Regions from separate parts of the Hordeum vulgare genome. Here region 2 is linked to region 1. Evidence: chromatin contacts called from public Hi-C data. All regions are on one chromosome and are shown on one strand. Each heading gives the region's core, a stretch centred on a gene start, on an enhancer-like site or on the middle of the called end of the contact. The rest is flanking DNA. Distances are from core to core; before and after follow the strand shown.

Evidence for each region. A called contact is a pair of places that touch in the nucleus more often than the background predicts.
Region 2: a contact with region 1 is called in a Hi-C map of seedling, with 4 times the contacts expected there. The contact joins the promoter of LOC123448775 here to the promoter of LOC123448773 in region 1. A contact is called at or near these places in 2 of 6 Hi-C or Micro-C datasets (leaf and seedling) and 1 of 1 datasets of contacts at active chromatin or transcription factors (embryo).

What each region holds. Positions count from the first base shown.
Region 1 is chr4H:411,076,555-411,084,396 of MorexV3_pseudomolecules_assembly, forward strand. LOC123448773 (protein ROLLING AND ERECT LEAF 2) reads left to right here and starts at 3,055. Exons shown (of 6, transcript XM_045125773.1): 1 at 3,055-3,280; 2 at 4,853-6,205; 3 at 6,418-6,492; 4 at 6,917-7,131. The coding sequence starts at 4,876.
Region 2 is chr4H:411,838,691-411,846,532 of MorexV3_pseudomolecules_assembly, forward strand. It overlaps LOC123448775 (membrane steroid-binding protein 1-like), which reads right to left and starts at 4,433. Exons shown (of 2, transcript XM_045125777.1): 1 at 3,937-4,433; 2 at 593-1,144. The coding sequence starts at 4,286. The coding sequence ends at 898.

The sequences.
Region 1 (7,842 bases), core at 1,805-4,304:
ATGGGTTGTATGAGGTCTTCCTCTTGACGCGAGCCCATGGAAACATACCTAACCCCACATATAACTCTCATGTAGACCATGGGTTAGTACACAAAGTGTAATGGACAATGCTTACCACACCACGAGATCACTTTATCCCTCTCGGTACATCTTGTACGCTTTGTGTGTTGATCAACTTGATTCATTCTTTGACTTAGTCTTGATCAACCTTGTATCTTATCTTCTCTCTTCACAAAGATGATGTCTTGAAGGTAAACATGAATGCTCACACAATCTTCTTCTTCAAGACATGCTTGCAGTAAGCTCAACTCTCACATGACCAATCTTTGGATAATACCTTGAATACCACCTTGGTCACAATATAAACTCCTTGAAACCAACAGATGGACTTCAATAAGTGCCTATGGACAAATCCTTCAAATATAACTCAAGGCAACCATTAGTCCATAGGTATTGCCATCAATTACCAAAACCACACATGAAGAAATATGCTCTTACAATTGGGATCAAGGTCTAAAGACTAAAGGGGGATGGATAATCCTATTAAAAAGTTCCACTCCACGTTTAAGTGCTGGGAATTTTAGCTTAAGGTGACAAGGACTAGACAACCACGTAACCAACTTAACATCCAAAATATCAACAATAACGAGCAGCGGAAAAGTAACAATCTTCCAAGTAAGGAGGAGGTAGAGTTTAAAGGATACAAACACTCATGATGTGATGATTCCCCCATGTTGACTCGGAAGTGTCGATGGAATGTGATGCTTGGAAGCGCCGATCATAGTCCATCGGCACTTCCGAGCAATCTGAGACGGCTCGAAAGTGCCGATGAAATGTGACGCCTGGAAGTGACCAACAAATATAAGGTTTTGCAAAGTGAAATATTTGGGTTGGTAGTTCCTGAACATAAACAACGGGATTCTGAATAATTGAATTTGTGTTTGACCTCTGAGCATGAATAATCCGAAGTGGCTTGTTAGTATCGAATAAAATCTCTCGTGGTGCCGAGACTTGAAGGTATTCATACAAAAATGCCTAGGAAGTAGGAGAAAAAAATAAAGTAGAGAGACTGCGCCATTGCGATGGTAATGCGATGCCACCATCAAATCTCTTAAGTTGCTAAGCTCACAAAAGTGAAGCCTTCTCGTGCATCGAGGTAGTTTTTTGCATTCATGGCTCCACATGTGAGCGAGAGGACCCGTTATGTGTTGTTGGACCTATTCGCACTTGAGTGTGGTGCTTCTATTCTAATTGATAAACAAATCGTTAAATTTATGAATATTTTTTAATTGTGTGAACATTTTTAAAATTCATCAACAATTCTGAATATCGGGGAATTTCTTTTGAAATCCGGGAACATTTTCTAAACTCATGAGAATTTTTATTCACAATCATTTTTTGGATTTTGGGGAACATTTTCGAAAATTTGCAAAATTGAACATTTTATAAATTGGAAAACAATTTCTAAATTTCCTACTATTTTCAAAATTCATGGTTTTTTAATTTACTGACATTTATTCAAATCCATAATAAATTAACTTCATGAACATTTTTTGTTTTCGAACTTTTTAAAATCAGCGAAAATATTTTATTTTATTGAAACATTTAGAATATTCTATCTACTTTTTCATCAATTTCCTTCCTCTTTGTTTTTGTCTTCACTTTTTTAGATGGGTCGTGGCCCAATAGGGTAGCTGCTAGCCAAGTGAAGCAATCGTCGTGAGGCATGTGTTTGGTCATCCTTCAACACGTTGCATGTTCAATAGGATTTCCCGCGTGTTTGAGTTATTTCCTTGCTGGGAAGGGGCGATTTGGTATTTTGTTTCGTGCGTTTGTGAAGGGTTCATCGGTTGGTGCCAACTTGTTGGTTCTGGGTTGAGTGACCCGGTCGTGACTTTCTATGTCTTTTCTGCCAGACTCCTTAGGCGACAGATTCACGGTGGAAGACCCATACTAGCTAGAGGAGAGGTAGAACAAAAAAAAAGATGCTGGAGACCTATGCCAATATGAGCACCTGTCGAAAAGTTGTTTGTAGTTGGGCTTTGTGAAAGTAAATCTAAAATTATTGTCGGAAAGCGACTAGGTTGAGATATTGGAGCCCATTTGAAGATGATTCTCAGAAGCAGAGGCACGAACGAATTGGGTTATGAGGCGTGCATCATACATAAGTCTAGAGTCACGCTTACATGTGCCAGCAAAATAGCGAAGTTAGAGAAAAGACATACCATCTAGGTATATATGGTCATGGTTGAGTCAGTTTACATAGGATGAAACCGACGATACACCTGAACTCAAACAATTAACGATGGAAATATCAAACCGAACATCATAAAACCTAATAAATCAGGAATATCAATCAACTCATTTTTTTGATTTTCGGTGTAAAAGCGAAGTAGGGCGTTTTGGTGACCGAGCTTCATGGAACCCTTTATTTAAAAGAAAAATTAGAATTTAAACTTTTCGACTTCAAAAAATTCTGAAAAAAATATGTAACTATACAGGGATGGAATGTATGTGTGTGTAAAAATTTAGGATAAAATACCTTTAAATGCAATCTGTATAAAAAAAGATAAATGTTTAGACTTCTAGGATGAATAGTATGATGTGTTAAAAGCCTCAAATTTGTTTATTTTACAGCCCTTATTTAAACGTATTCCGTCCTAAAAACTCACAGACATATGTGTTATGCCTTCACGTATATCTGCATTTTTTTAGATTTTTTTAAATTATAAAAATATGGATTTTGGGTTTTTAAAAAACCGGACTCCATGAAGGCTGAGCTTCAAAAGGCATTTTCGGTAAAAGCGTCCATATCAAATCGTAATGGTAAAACATGCGTCAGACGCCATCCTCTAGCACATTGCATTCTGGACAAAACCCACAGAAAACTCTCGATTGTAAAAGAAGGGAAGAGAACAAATGCCAGCCGTTCAGCCTTTTGCCTTTCGGCTCCATCCTCCCTCGTGGACAGTGGGCCAGAGCCAGGCTACGGGCACACGCCTCCCTGTACACGTCGGGTTCCCATTCCCACCAGCCTGTGACCCCACCCCGCAGCCGCAGGCACACACGCGCGTACGCATCTTTCTCATCTGCCGCAGGACGGCAGGAGGCACCGCCCGCACCCGCACCCGCACCTGCTCATCATCTTCGAAGCTTCTCTCCTCCTCTCCATCCCACTCGACGACCAGCTAGTGCCGACCTCCTCCACACCGCCAACCCGACGCGGCCGCCGTCAGCCCGAGATCCCGTGCCCAACGCTCCCTCTTCGTGGCCAAGCCAGGTGATTCTCTTCCCGACTTCCCCCCCCCCCCCCCCCCCCCCCCCCCCGGATTGCTCTGGGCGGTTTCTCCGCGCTGATTAGGCCAATTGCGGTGGGTCTGGCGCTGGGGTGGGTGAATTGAGTGTTACTTGTGTGCTCCATGACCGCTGCGAGGCAAAACTTGGATCCTTGATGTTTCCGTGGGGGTTTCCTTTTTTATTTGCTGTTAGTACGCGCTCAAGATCAGTTCGTTTTCTTCGTCCGCGTTAGCGTGTACTTACTGATATCAATGGAGAACCTGTGGATGGATGGTTCGATGCGGTGATGGATAGGGCCGTGAATTGGGTGGGTGGTCGCAATGGGCTGACCACTACTGTACGTATTTGCTGGCCGGATTGCTAAAGCTCAAACTTTTCCTTCTTATATGCGTCTTCTTTATTGCTCCACAACTCATTTGAGCTCGTTTAGCCCAAGAGGGTTGGTTTAGTCCAAGACGTGCTGATCCTTCGAAATAATTTGGACGTTCCTCCCTGGAATTAACTTATATTCGTGCTGTTTGAGAACCCCATAACGCCTAATCTGCTGCTTCACATGGCTTGTCCAAGATTGAGAGAATACACTTGAGTTGGTTAAGGGATTCACGCGGTGGCTTGATACTGCATAAATTAGGTTTGTGCTTGGTTCTATAAGTTTTTTGGCGAGACAACCGAGGAATTTTCTGTGTGTATTCTCTTTAATTGGTTTATTATTGAGGATTTATAGGGGGGAAATCACATATTCTTGAAATGCATCCTGGCCTGGTCGTTTAAGTGGAGTTGGTCACAGTCTCGTTGTATATGCTACTTACCGGTATGGACTAGGGAAAAAGTCTTCTAGCTAATGAAGGATCGTATTGTCAGGAACCTGACCTTGGACAGTGCTAGTGATTTTAGTCCAACCTCGGATACGGGAGGAGGCTAGGAGCTCCTTATAAGGAAGAGTGCCACACTCCCTTCAGGCCGGTCTTTTGGGATGTTGTGGGCTCTTCGCTTGTAGTGGAGTGTCCGATGCGCACCGGAAACGTCCGAACGTATGCCGATGGACCTGGAGCTGCTGGGCCTAGGCTTCTAACACGTATTGAGGTTAATTGCTGGTTTTGTTCCCAGCATCTGAGCTCAGTTTCTGTATTTCTATTTGGAGTTCCTCAGTGCTTGCCGAGAAGAGATAAAATTTTTGGACTGATTTGAGCAGGCTAGTTTTACTGGAAGTCAATTTATGTGCTGTACCCAAAGTGCTTGCCTGTGAATGATGCATGCCGAGTTTTTGTAGAATATTTAGCATATACAATGGCGATCAAGATTTAAATTTCCTTTTGAATAGACTGACTCTAATGGCTATGCACAACTTCTGATGAAACGTAGGGTTATCTTTCTTCCTTGTCAGCTAAGTAAACTTTTGGATATTATCTAATCGTAAATTACTTACCATGTGGAAATGCAGGTACGAAGTTGCACTGTCTCTGCATCGTTTTATACAAAAACATCTCCCTTCAATAAGAGCTTTGCTCTGCGGTGCATGGCTGTGACTTTGCATGTTCATCTAAAATTTGCTCAGCATTGAGAGTGACACACATTGAAATGGGATCTACACGAGCAACGAGTGAAGATGACAAGGCTCTTGTCTTGTGCCAGGAAAGAAAACGTTATGTGAAAGAGGCACTTGAAGGGAGATGTGCACTTGCAACTGCTCACTTTGCGTATATTCAGTCGTTGAGGCACGCAGGGTTTGCTCTGAGAAAATTTGTAGAACCTGAAGTGCCAACAGACTCTTCATTATACACATCAACATCTGCAACACCAGAGCCTCCTGGCATGAGGCATAGATCGATGAACCTCTCCCCATCTGTATCACATCCGGCCAGTGACTCCTTCTCCCCAGCTCCATCCCCACTATCTTCAGGGCGTTTCCATGTCAATCATATGAAAGCCGGGAGGAACCCAGCAAGGACTGTTGAGGAAAAGGTGCCTGTTCCTGTAACAGCAACTCTGGAGACTTCATCCTCGGTTCCCATACAAACTGTACATGATTTGGATGATAGTTCTACATTTGAAGCTCCTCCAGGGACACCACCATGGGACTACTTTGGCCTTTTTCAACCTGTTGAGAGCCAGTTGTCGTTTCATGATGAGAAGGAATCTGGTCATGATTTTGAAAATGCTGATGATATTAGGCGCCTTCGGGAGAAGGAAGGAATTCCAGAGCTTGAGGAGGAATTGGAGAAGTCACATGCTCATGCTGGTGATGTTAGGCTCTCGCAACAGGAGAAAACTCCAGATGTCAGAGATGGAGAGCAATCTACTATGAGTGGAAGGGAGGATGATTTTGCAGACTCAGAAGATGATTTTGAGAACCCATCTTCTGAACCTTTAGTGCGGATGTTCAAGAACCGCAATGATACACCTGTTGAAAATATTGTAACAGATAAGTCACCTGCACATCCTGCTGCAGATAAGGTTGTCTTAAAAAATTTGGCAGATAAGGTTGCCTCGGAAAATATTGCAGATAAGGTTGCCTTGGAAAATATTGCAGATAAGGTTGCCTTGGAAAATATTGCAGATAAGGTTGCCTTGGAAAATATTCATTCCAAAACGGAGGAGCCAAAAAGTGAAAACACGGTACTTGAGCCAAAAAGTGACAATAGGATACTTGACATTAGCATGTATGAAACTGATGAAACCCCTGTGACGAGTCCTGTGAAACAAGTGGCATCTTCGGTTGCCGCTCATCCTATAAACAGGAAATCGAAGGAACCTTTTCGTGATGTTAGAAATGGGGTAAAGGACCTGTATACATCCATGAAAGAGGTTGAAATCTTATTTATCAAGGCATCTGATTCTGGCAAGGAAGTCCCGAGGATGCTTGAAGCAGATAAAGTCAATTTCCGCCCTTTGCTACCCGAAGAAAGAGGTTAGAACTCAATTAATTAGATTACTGTTCTGTATTATTTTGATGGAGCTTTGCTTCAAAACAAATGATAGAAAGGTTCTGGATGCAACACTGCAGGCCTCATGATGTGAAACTATATTAATATTACTTGTACCCATGACCATTATTACTCGCTGTCCCTTCTCTTTCTAGTTTAATTATAACCTTTGTTAACTTGAGTAATTATAATGCAGCACGCGTATTAAAGGCACCAGGCTTTTTTGCAGCATTCTTTGCTTGCTGCAGGGAGGATGTCCCTGTTCCCCAGCGTAGGTTTTTTCTAACTCTCAGTGATAGTCTTTCTTCCATTTTCCAGCACACAATTCAAGTTCCTGTGATTACATCGTATAATGACATTTGCGTGTTATTTCTTCCATGATCTTCCGTTGAAGCGGCTTATTTTTCTACGCGCCAGAAAATGATATGTTCCATGTAGATATGTTTTACTTTCATGGTTTCCTGTATAGAGCTTGACCATTGATTATCCTTACATGTTAGTATAACTGTTTGAACATCATTGGTGAAAGTCAAAAAATCTGAATACAAGGGCATATCTACAGTTTAGGCGACCAACATATTTTTTTTCTTTATGTGCAAAGCTTTTGCACTTTCTCTAAATAAAATCTTTATTATTTCATCTGTTATACTGTTGTAAATGGTAGGGGTGGATAAATATCTTGTGCTTTATTGCAGCTCCACCACAAGCTGACGGGAAGTATCTTACCTGGCATAGATCAGTGTCTTCGCACTCTTCGTCATCAAGAAATCCTCTTGGGGCAGCATCGAAAGTTGATGTCGATGGTCTCACTGGAAATATCTTCAGTGGTGTATACATGAATTCTGGCAGTCACGCTTCCACACTAGATAGATTGTATGCATGGGAGAGAAAGCTCTGTGATGAAGTTAAGGTAAAAGCTTGTTTGGCTGGTCCTTTACGAGATACTTTTTTCTTTTCTTAATCTGTTATAGTCACTATTTAAAACTAGATAACACCTCATGCGTTGCTGGAAAAATTTATAGCAATGAAATTACCAAAGGTAAAATCAGAATATATGAGAATAATGCCACACCACATTTTCGTCATATGAATGATAGCAAACCTAGAGGTAAATAGATGGTGGATGTATGTTATATTGTCTTGTGACATTTAAGTTCAATTATTTGTTGCTGGAAAAAATGATTATATGGACGACTTGCAAGGGTTGCATGTGCATCATGATGTGGATGGCTTTCATGTGCATTTAAATGCGATCACTTGCATATAAAAAAAAAAGAATTGATGAAGTGGAGGATTTGCATGTGGTGAGAAGTGGAAGGTTTGCATATGCTTGATGATGTCGATGGCTTGCATGCCCATTTAAATGGGATCACTTACTTAGGATATCACACAGTAGAGGCTTATCAATATATCTGCAGAAGTATGTAGTTAAACAATTTTGAAATAAAATAACGCAAATTGCACTGGGATTATAATCATGTTCTTTTATCTCAAGCTTGGAGTATTGATTAAAAATGGAAGATGAAACAGTGTGCAACAAATAACCTGAATTATATTTATATTGAATGTTGGTACACATGATATGCTCACTTGAATATGCATTTAGCAGTTTGTGCTGTTC
Region 2 (7,842 bases), core at 3,183-5,682, 760 kb after region 1:
CCATGTGATCGGGGGTGAGTGTGCGCGTCAGTGCTCTGCTCCGCTCTGCTGCCTGGCCTCCCTCGGAGAACAGAACACAATTATTTGCCGCTGCGATAGCGTACACGTACTGCGCTCTCCGTATCGTTGGGCCCCCGTCGAACGAAAAAGGGACCAGACAACAGTGGGTGCAGTGCACAGCGCTGCGACTTGGAAAAAGAAAGGCAAGGACTCTTTCCTCTCGATCGAGATTCCGATGCTAGTGTAGAGCAGAAGAAAAGGATGACAGACACTAGATGAAGAATCTGGAAATGGGCGGAAATGATGCCAATAATGTTTCCCGACAATGCTATTCCCTCTGTTCCTAAATATACAAGTCTTTAAAAACTACATACGAATATATATAAACATATTTTAAAATATATATTCACTAATTTTACTCCATATATAAACATATTTTAAAGTATATATACATTAATTTTGCTTCATATGTAATTTCTTAGTGAAATATTTAAAAATACTTATATTTAAGAGCGGAAGGAGTAGAAGAAATGGAGCAGTGTATGGTTGGCAAAATTATGGCTCCCCTTAAGTTGCCAGCAAAATCGTGTCGTTTCGATACGATGGTTAAGCCTTGAATTGAATTATTATGGCACGAAGCCAAAAGCATATACACACATCAAGGACGGCTCTTCACGCGTCAAGGTCTCCCTGTCACTCAAAATTCCTCCCCCCTTATCCACTACTACTACACACACCAACCAACACTAGTTAAGCAGATGGAGAAAGCAGGTGCATCAGTCGCACAGCATACATACAAACAACATCACCTGTCAGCGCATCAGATCTACTGCTCGCAGTCCAGTGGTAAATAAAAGGCACAACAACTTACAGGCAATGAGACAAGGACCCACAGAGTTAGGCCTTCTCTTGCTCCTCGTCAGGCTGAGCACCAGCTGTTGCGTTTTCACGAGGAAGATGACCCACCACAGGGTACCTCTCTTTGAACTTCTCTTCCCAGTCTTGTAAAACCTCCAGTTCGTCTGGACTCAGGCCTTCCAAGTCTCCAGTTAGGTCATTAAGGTCAAATGACATCAATGCCAGGGCCCGAGATGCATCCCTCCCGGCAAACAAGGAATATGGTCCTTGAGGTCCATAAAACAGCCTGGGGTCAAGAAAGAAACACACAACAGAGTCATCAATGATCAACAGTCTGCACTGTACACACACAATGACACAAGCAAGATCCTACTACTTCGAGGGCATAACAAGTTGTATGATAGTCATCAAATGGAATTACACATCTAAAAATATACTCCCTCCGTCCCAAAATTCTTGTCTTAGGTTTGTCTAGAAATGGATGTATCTAAATACTAAGATGTGACTAGATACATTCGTATATAGATAATTCTTAGACAAGAATTTTGGGACAGAGGGAGTATCATATTTGTGCATGATGTCCAGATAAACAAACTCATTTTCGACTTCTCATGCGGACGTGGAAAGCATGTTCAACCTAATTATTAACATCCAATATAGTGCACAAGTACCGAGCTCATATCTGAACTCAGATCCACAAGACACCCCTTGCAAAAGATTGTATCAAGGATTCAGACCTAGTATATACCTAATTTCTTGGCGGTATTAGGGCCAAATGAATACCAGCTACAGAACTGCACTACAAACTCTAGAGTCAAGTCAGTCTCAACAACGAATAAGAATATGCTTGCTGTCTGTTGAAACAGCAGACTCATAAGATGAATAATAGTTAAACAAAACAATGACTTTAAGGGTAACCGACACTAGCCATGTACTAGTGTACTGCTAATTGCAGACATCAGGACAAACAATGTGACAATAAACTACAGCACCAAATGATTTCACCAACTACAATACCTTACAGACAAACGTGGAGCAAAACAAGGAGAGATGACACATGATACTATGATCAGTAAGGCAACAATAAAATGTGCTTCTGAAGAAATAAGGTGGACACAAACAACACAACATTGGCACTATAAGAAATGAAGAAACTAGAGATAAAAAGTAAGTGCTACTCATCACATTAAGTACACAGAGCCTAGTATAGTATAAGTGGTGCAGAGTTAAAATACAATCCAAATTAATCGACAGCCTCTATACAATGTACGTTTTAACAAACATTGTGAATGAACAGTTCTCAACACTTGCTGTAGTTATTTTCCTAATATTAACATACTGTGAACGAACATCTGGCCAGATTGCAAATGGAAACTTCACCTTATCAAATCATTATACCAATGGATAGTCTTTGTTAAAAATGGAGTACAGCTTCAAAGCTCCCAGAAGTGATTCAAAGAGAAAAAAATTAAGCACAACATGTTCTTTTATTTGACAGCCTACTGGAACCCTTTCTCTCTTTTCCTACTGCGTTTCAGGGTAATATAAGGACGGACAGACAAGTACCGTACAAACATTCATTGTATTTTTAGTTACATTCTAAGAGTTCCATTTAATTATTGGAGATATTAAATTTAGTGTTTACGAATCGAACACCTTGAATACTGCACTGAAGTCAGTTAACCTGTTATTGTAGCTAAAATCAACATGAGACTACCGCCATAACCCATGTAGAGAAGTGAGCGAGAGCTGAGAGTACAGACTACTTACTGAATATTGCCTATCATGTCCATTGATTATAGTCCAGTTGATCAAATACTCGGGTGCTTAGATGCACAAGGTACATGTTAAACTCCCGGTCTAAGCATTCAAGAATAACCAAAGGTCTAGCAACACCATGACAACAAAATCTATTGAGAACAAACAAACCCATAGAACCATATTGGATTGCTCAAATCCTCATTACATGTGTGAAGTTCACCATTTTTGCACTCCACCAATTGAAGGGCAGTAAGAGACGGAAATTGCTTTTGGAGGCCGAGCTTCATGGAGACCTCCAAAAGCAAATTTCAAATTTCGTATTTTAACATTTCAAAAAATTCTGAAAAAAAATACATAGATAGATGAAGGTATAATACATAAGTGTGTAACTTTTTAGAACGAAATACTTTGAAATGAGGGCTATGCAAAAAAGACAAATCTGGGACTTTTTAACACATGTTATTATTCATCATTTCGGATCATGAATTTGTCTTTTTTGTACAGGTCGCGTTTCAAAGTATTTCGACCTGAAATTTTACACACACACGGATCACACCCTTGTTTACTTGTATAATTTTTTTAAGATTTTTTGAAACTAAAATTTTCGAATTTTGATTTTTCCAAAAATTTCGGCTTCCATGGAGGACGCGCTCCAAAATGCCATTCTCAGTAAGAGACTCCTATCCTAGTATAACATCATCAACCTGAAAAGACTCAGGCCTCATGTCTCCAAATGGAATTTAATGGACTATCCACGTCACCAATGTAATAATTACCTACAGTTACTAGCACACATTATGTATCTTGCTTCTAACTTTTACTAAAACTTAGATAAGCTCTTCATCACTCCATATTAACGTGCTTTGCTCATAGTAGTACTGCTTCCAACTGTTTCTCTCAGAGGGTGCTTGGATCCAAGAGACTAAAACTAGTCTTTTTAAAAGGCTAAAGTTCCAAGCACCCCTGACTAAAGAGAGGCTAAAACTAGTCTAGAGGCTAAAATCTTTTAGTCAGGGATACCCCTACTAAAATGTGCATTAGTCCTCTCTCTCCTCATTTAACTCCTCATGCAAGTTCTGGATTGGAGGATTTGAAGGATAATAAATGCTCATTAACTTGATTTTAGTCTCTTTAGTACTTAGATCCAAGCATGGGTGAGGCTAGCAAGTTTTAGTCTCATTACTTTTAGTCATGGGACTAAAACGTATCCAAGCACCCTCTCAATTAGTCTAGTCTAGTTACTCGAGCATGGTATGATTTATACAATGTTAAACTCAGGTCATGCGCGTATCTGTCCAGGCACAATATAACCCTCACCTTCCGCGCGAGACGTCGTAGACCTGACCGCGGATGGCGATGAGGATCGACTTGGCGGGATCCTTGCCGTCATACGCCCCGAGCTGCTCGAGCGTGATCTCACCCACCTGCACAGGGTCCGGAAACGGCGGCACGAACGGCTCCGGCTCCGGCTCCGCCTCCGTCACCTGCTCCTGCTGCGGAGGCGGCTTGGGTTGGGCCGCCGGTGCCGAAGCGGCGGCGTCTGGGGCGATGAAGAGGGTGGAGACGATGAGGTAGGTGGCGAGCATCAGAGCCAGCACGGTGAAGGCAGCCGCGGGCGAGAGGCCCGTGTAAGCCTGCACGGCGTCCGCGATCTCCTGCGCTGCCATGGGGGCTCGCTGGAGCTTAGGGTTCGGTGGCTGGGTTTTGGGGGGGACGGGGTTAGGTGCGCAGGGTGGTTCTGCCGCCGGTCACGGATGTTGACTCGGCGACCTGGGAAGAAAGGGGAAAGCCGGCGGAGTCGCAGCGCACGCCGCACGGTCCTTTTTTCCTTCTTTTTCTAGTAGCAAAACAAATGGAGAGAAAAAGTGGGAGTTTTTTTCCCTTATAGGGCTTGGGAACCATAGGCCCGGGAAAAGATAAGCCCGGTAGGGCACGTTGCTGCTGGGCCTGGGAATGGAGACGAAAGGTGGGTTTTTTTTTCTAGGGGAGGTTTTTTTTAAGGGGGGTGAAGGGCGGAAATGCGATTCAGCTTTCGGAAACACGTGCGAAAATGGGAAATGAATTTTGAAATGTTAAAAAAATCACAATAAATTTTTTATGAGTTCTTTTTCACCTGAATTTATTTAGGCAAAAAGGTTAAGCATTTTATCCTGTGTAGGAAAAAAATTAAACATCAATTGTTACCCTAAAATGTCACACCCAAATTTATTTATTTTCACCGATGAAACATCACTGCTCCATTTTGCATGAAAATTGCTAAGCATTCTTGCGAGACTAACACAAACATCTAAAAAAAACAGATTTTTTGAAAAATGTTTACTATTATTTTTTGTGTTACTGTTCATCCGGGTGCAAATGCACCTAGGAGCCAAAACGTCCCTCCCAAATGAAGGATGGTATTCTTCAGTTGCCAAAAGATAGCCCGGGCGGGGCACGTTGCTGCTGGGCCTTGCAAAAAGCCGGCCCTTAAGGACATGCTTATTCCGGATAGGCCCACACAAAATTATTCTACAAAAAGGGATATGTACTCGAAATGTTTTTCCTTTTCCTTTCTGAGAACATGGTTTATAGTACTCCCTCCGTCCGAAAATATTTGTCCTAAAAATTGGATATATTTGATGTATCTATAATTAAGATAAGTCTAGATTCATTCATTCCTAGGACAAGTATTTCCGGGCGGAGGGAGTATTTTTTTGCTGGGTGAAAACGAGTTTATTTTAAAATTACAGGGTTACAATCATGAGACAAGTCCTCCTCACAAAACGAAGGACCCACGTTCAACCATACCGCAGTGCAACACTGGGATATGGTTATAATGTGACAGAAGATATGCGGCCCTATTTTGCTCTCTACCAATTTTACAAGGAACAAACTCCGTAACAACCATGTGAGTTTTAATCTCAGCATCTAAATGACCATATGCTGATCTCGAAAGAGTGTCGCCTTAAAGTACTGCCAAGGCATTCGAAGAATCGGATTGGACGATTACCGGCTTGTGTGAATGCTCGATGGCCAACGCCATACCTTGCATGATAGCGTGAATTTCCTCTTCTAGGGCGTCATCGTAGTGAAAGATGTACCTATGTGCTACAAAGATCACAAAACCATCCTCATTCCGCAGAACCATTCCAGCAAATGTGTGCCCATCATGGCTCAAGAACGAGCCATCAACATAGAGGGCACTCCAACATGCAGGTGGATGAGGCCATGGCAACGCACGTTTGTTGTACACAACTTGGCCTTCCTCTATCATTGGCATTTTTCCCTTCATAATTTTGTCCATATTAAAATTTCTTGCCAACTTAAGCGGCTTGTAATAGTTGTCCAGATAATCAACTATAACTTGAACGGGATCTCATTCCGAAGCTGCCAAATGGTCATGATCACCATGTCCCTTATGTTCTGTGCATTTAGACATGAGTTGCAAGAGCCAATCCTTGCCCAACTCACTTAGTAGTGCATCATCGGGAAGGGGGCAAATATTTTGAAGACCTTGCCATACTTGCCTATCATGCATACATGTAATCAGTGCATGGAAACTACTCTTCGCCTCTTTGCCACATATCGGGCAGGAGCTTCGTGTCCGGATATGGCGACGTACCTTATCCAGATTAGTGTCCAGTACTCCGGTCACCGTCTTCCATGCTAAGATGCTCGATTTTAGAGGAACTTTTGATCTCCATTAGAATTCCAGATTGTCCAGTCACCATCAGGTCTTGTACTACTATCCCACCCGCATGAGCTTCATCGTGTATCTCGGTTGCTAATCTATAAGCTGACTTGACCGTAAATAAGCCACATGATTCCGGAAACCAACCGATGAAATCATGTCTATTCCTTGGAGAAGTTTGAATTTTCAAAATCTATGTAACATACATAGGCCATAAATGCTCCTCGAGTCGGTCCACAATCCAAGCCAAATTGTTATCCAAGAAGACCGAGACTCGGTTCAACCTACAACTCCTTTTAGGGGTATTTGGACGAAAATCATATTGTCAAGGAGACCATGGACCTCTTCATGTCCTTACCGACGCACCATCCCCAATTTTTCAGATTATCCCATTCTCTACAAGCTCTAATCCATGAGCAATACCCTTCCATACTATCGAAGAATTTCAAGGAATATTGTACCGGAAATACTTTCTTTGGGGGTAGTATCTAGCTTTTAACAATTGATCACAAAGGCTATCAGGGGACTCAACCAATCTCCAAGCTTGCTTAGCTAGCAAGGCTTGGTTAAACGCACAAATGTCCCTGAACCCCACCTCCCTTGCTCTTGGGCAGTCTTAGTTTGTCCCAACTCAGCTATGCCATTTTCCTCTTACCTCTGTCAACTTCCCACCAATATTGTCTCATCAATTTTGTAAGATCATCACAAACCGATGCAGGCAAGCCAAACACACTCGTAATATATGTGGAGAACATGGTTACATTGATTTGCATCTGGTACTTTGAAAACATAAAAGCATATAAAACACAATAATGAGATACCACCACTATAGATTAAATTGCAACATCCATGTTCGCATGGGTTTGTTGCTCTCTGTAAATGTTTTTTCTCCCCTTCGATAAAGTTAAGGCACACCATTGGCATACTCTCGAAAAACAAAATCAGGCTTTGACAACATAGGAATTCTATAAGTGGTGCTTTAGGAGGGAAATCCTACAAGTGTTTGTAGTTTTGGGGTTTATCAGCCTCAAATGGGGCCCGAAAGTCAAATGTGTGTTCAAGGTGAATACTGACTCGTGTTAGCTATAACTTTTTTTTCAGTTGGTTTAGTTTGGTTTCTCGCTCCTGTACAAGGGTTTCACGAGATAGTAAAATTCTTTTACGAGGAAACATAAAGTATATTGCATCATGTGTCGCATTTTTTTCTTTTGGGGCAAGAAGGTTTGCTCTTTAAGCAAGCGTTGTCTTCCTCTGTAACCAAAATTATGGGGTTATTTGGTTTGTGACTAATAAGTTTGCCTATGATTGCCGCGCATAAGGTAAGGCAGTTTAACCAACTTAGGGGTTGTTTGGCTCACTTAGATAAGATGTTTTTTTTTTTGCCATACTAAGGCCTCACATCACATACAATCAAAAAGTGTGGAAAGGTTCCTTTAGGCCTCGTTTGGTTAAGGGGGATTGGGGAGGTTTTGAGAGGAAAATCCCCGTGAGGGCCAGGAAAGGATTGGGTGAAACAAAGGGATTTACTCAATCCCCTGAAATCTCTACCTCTC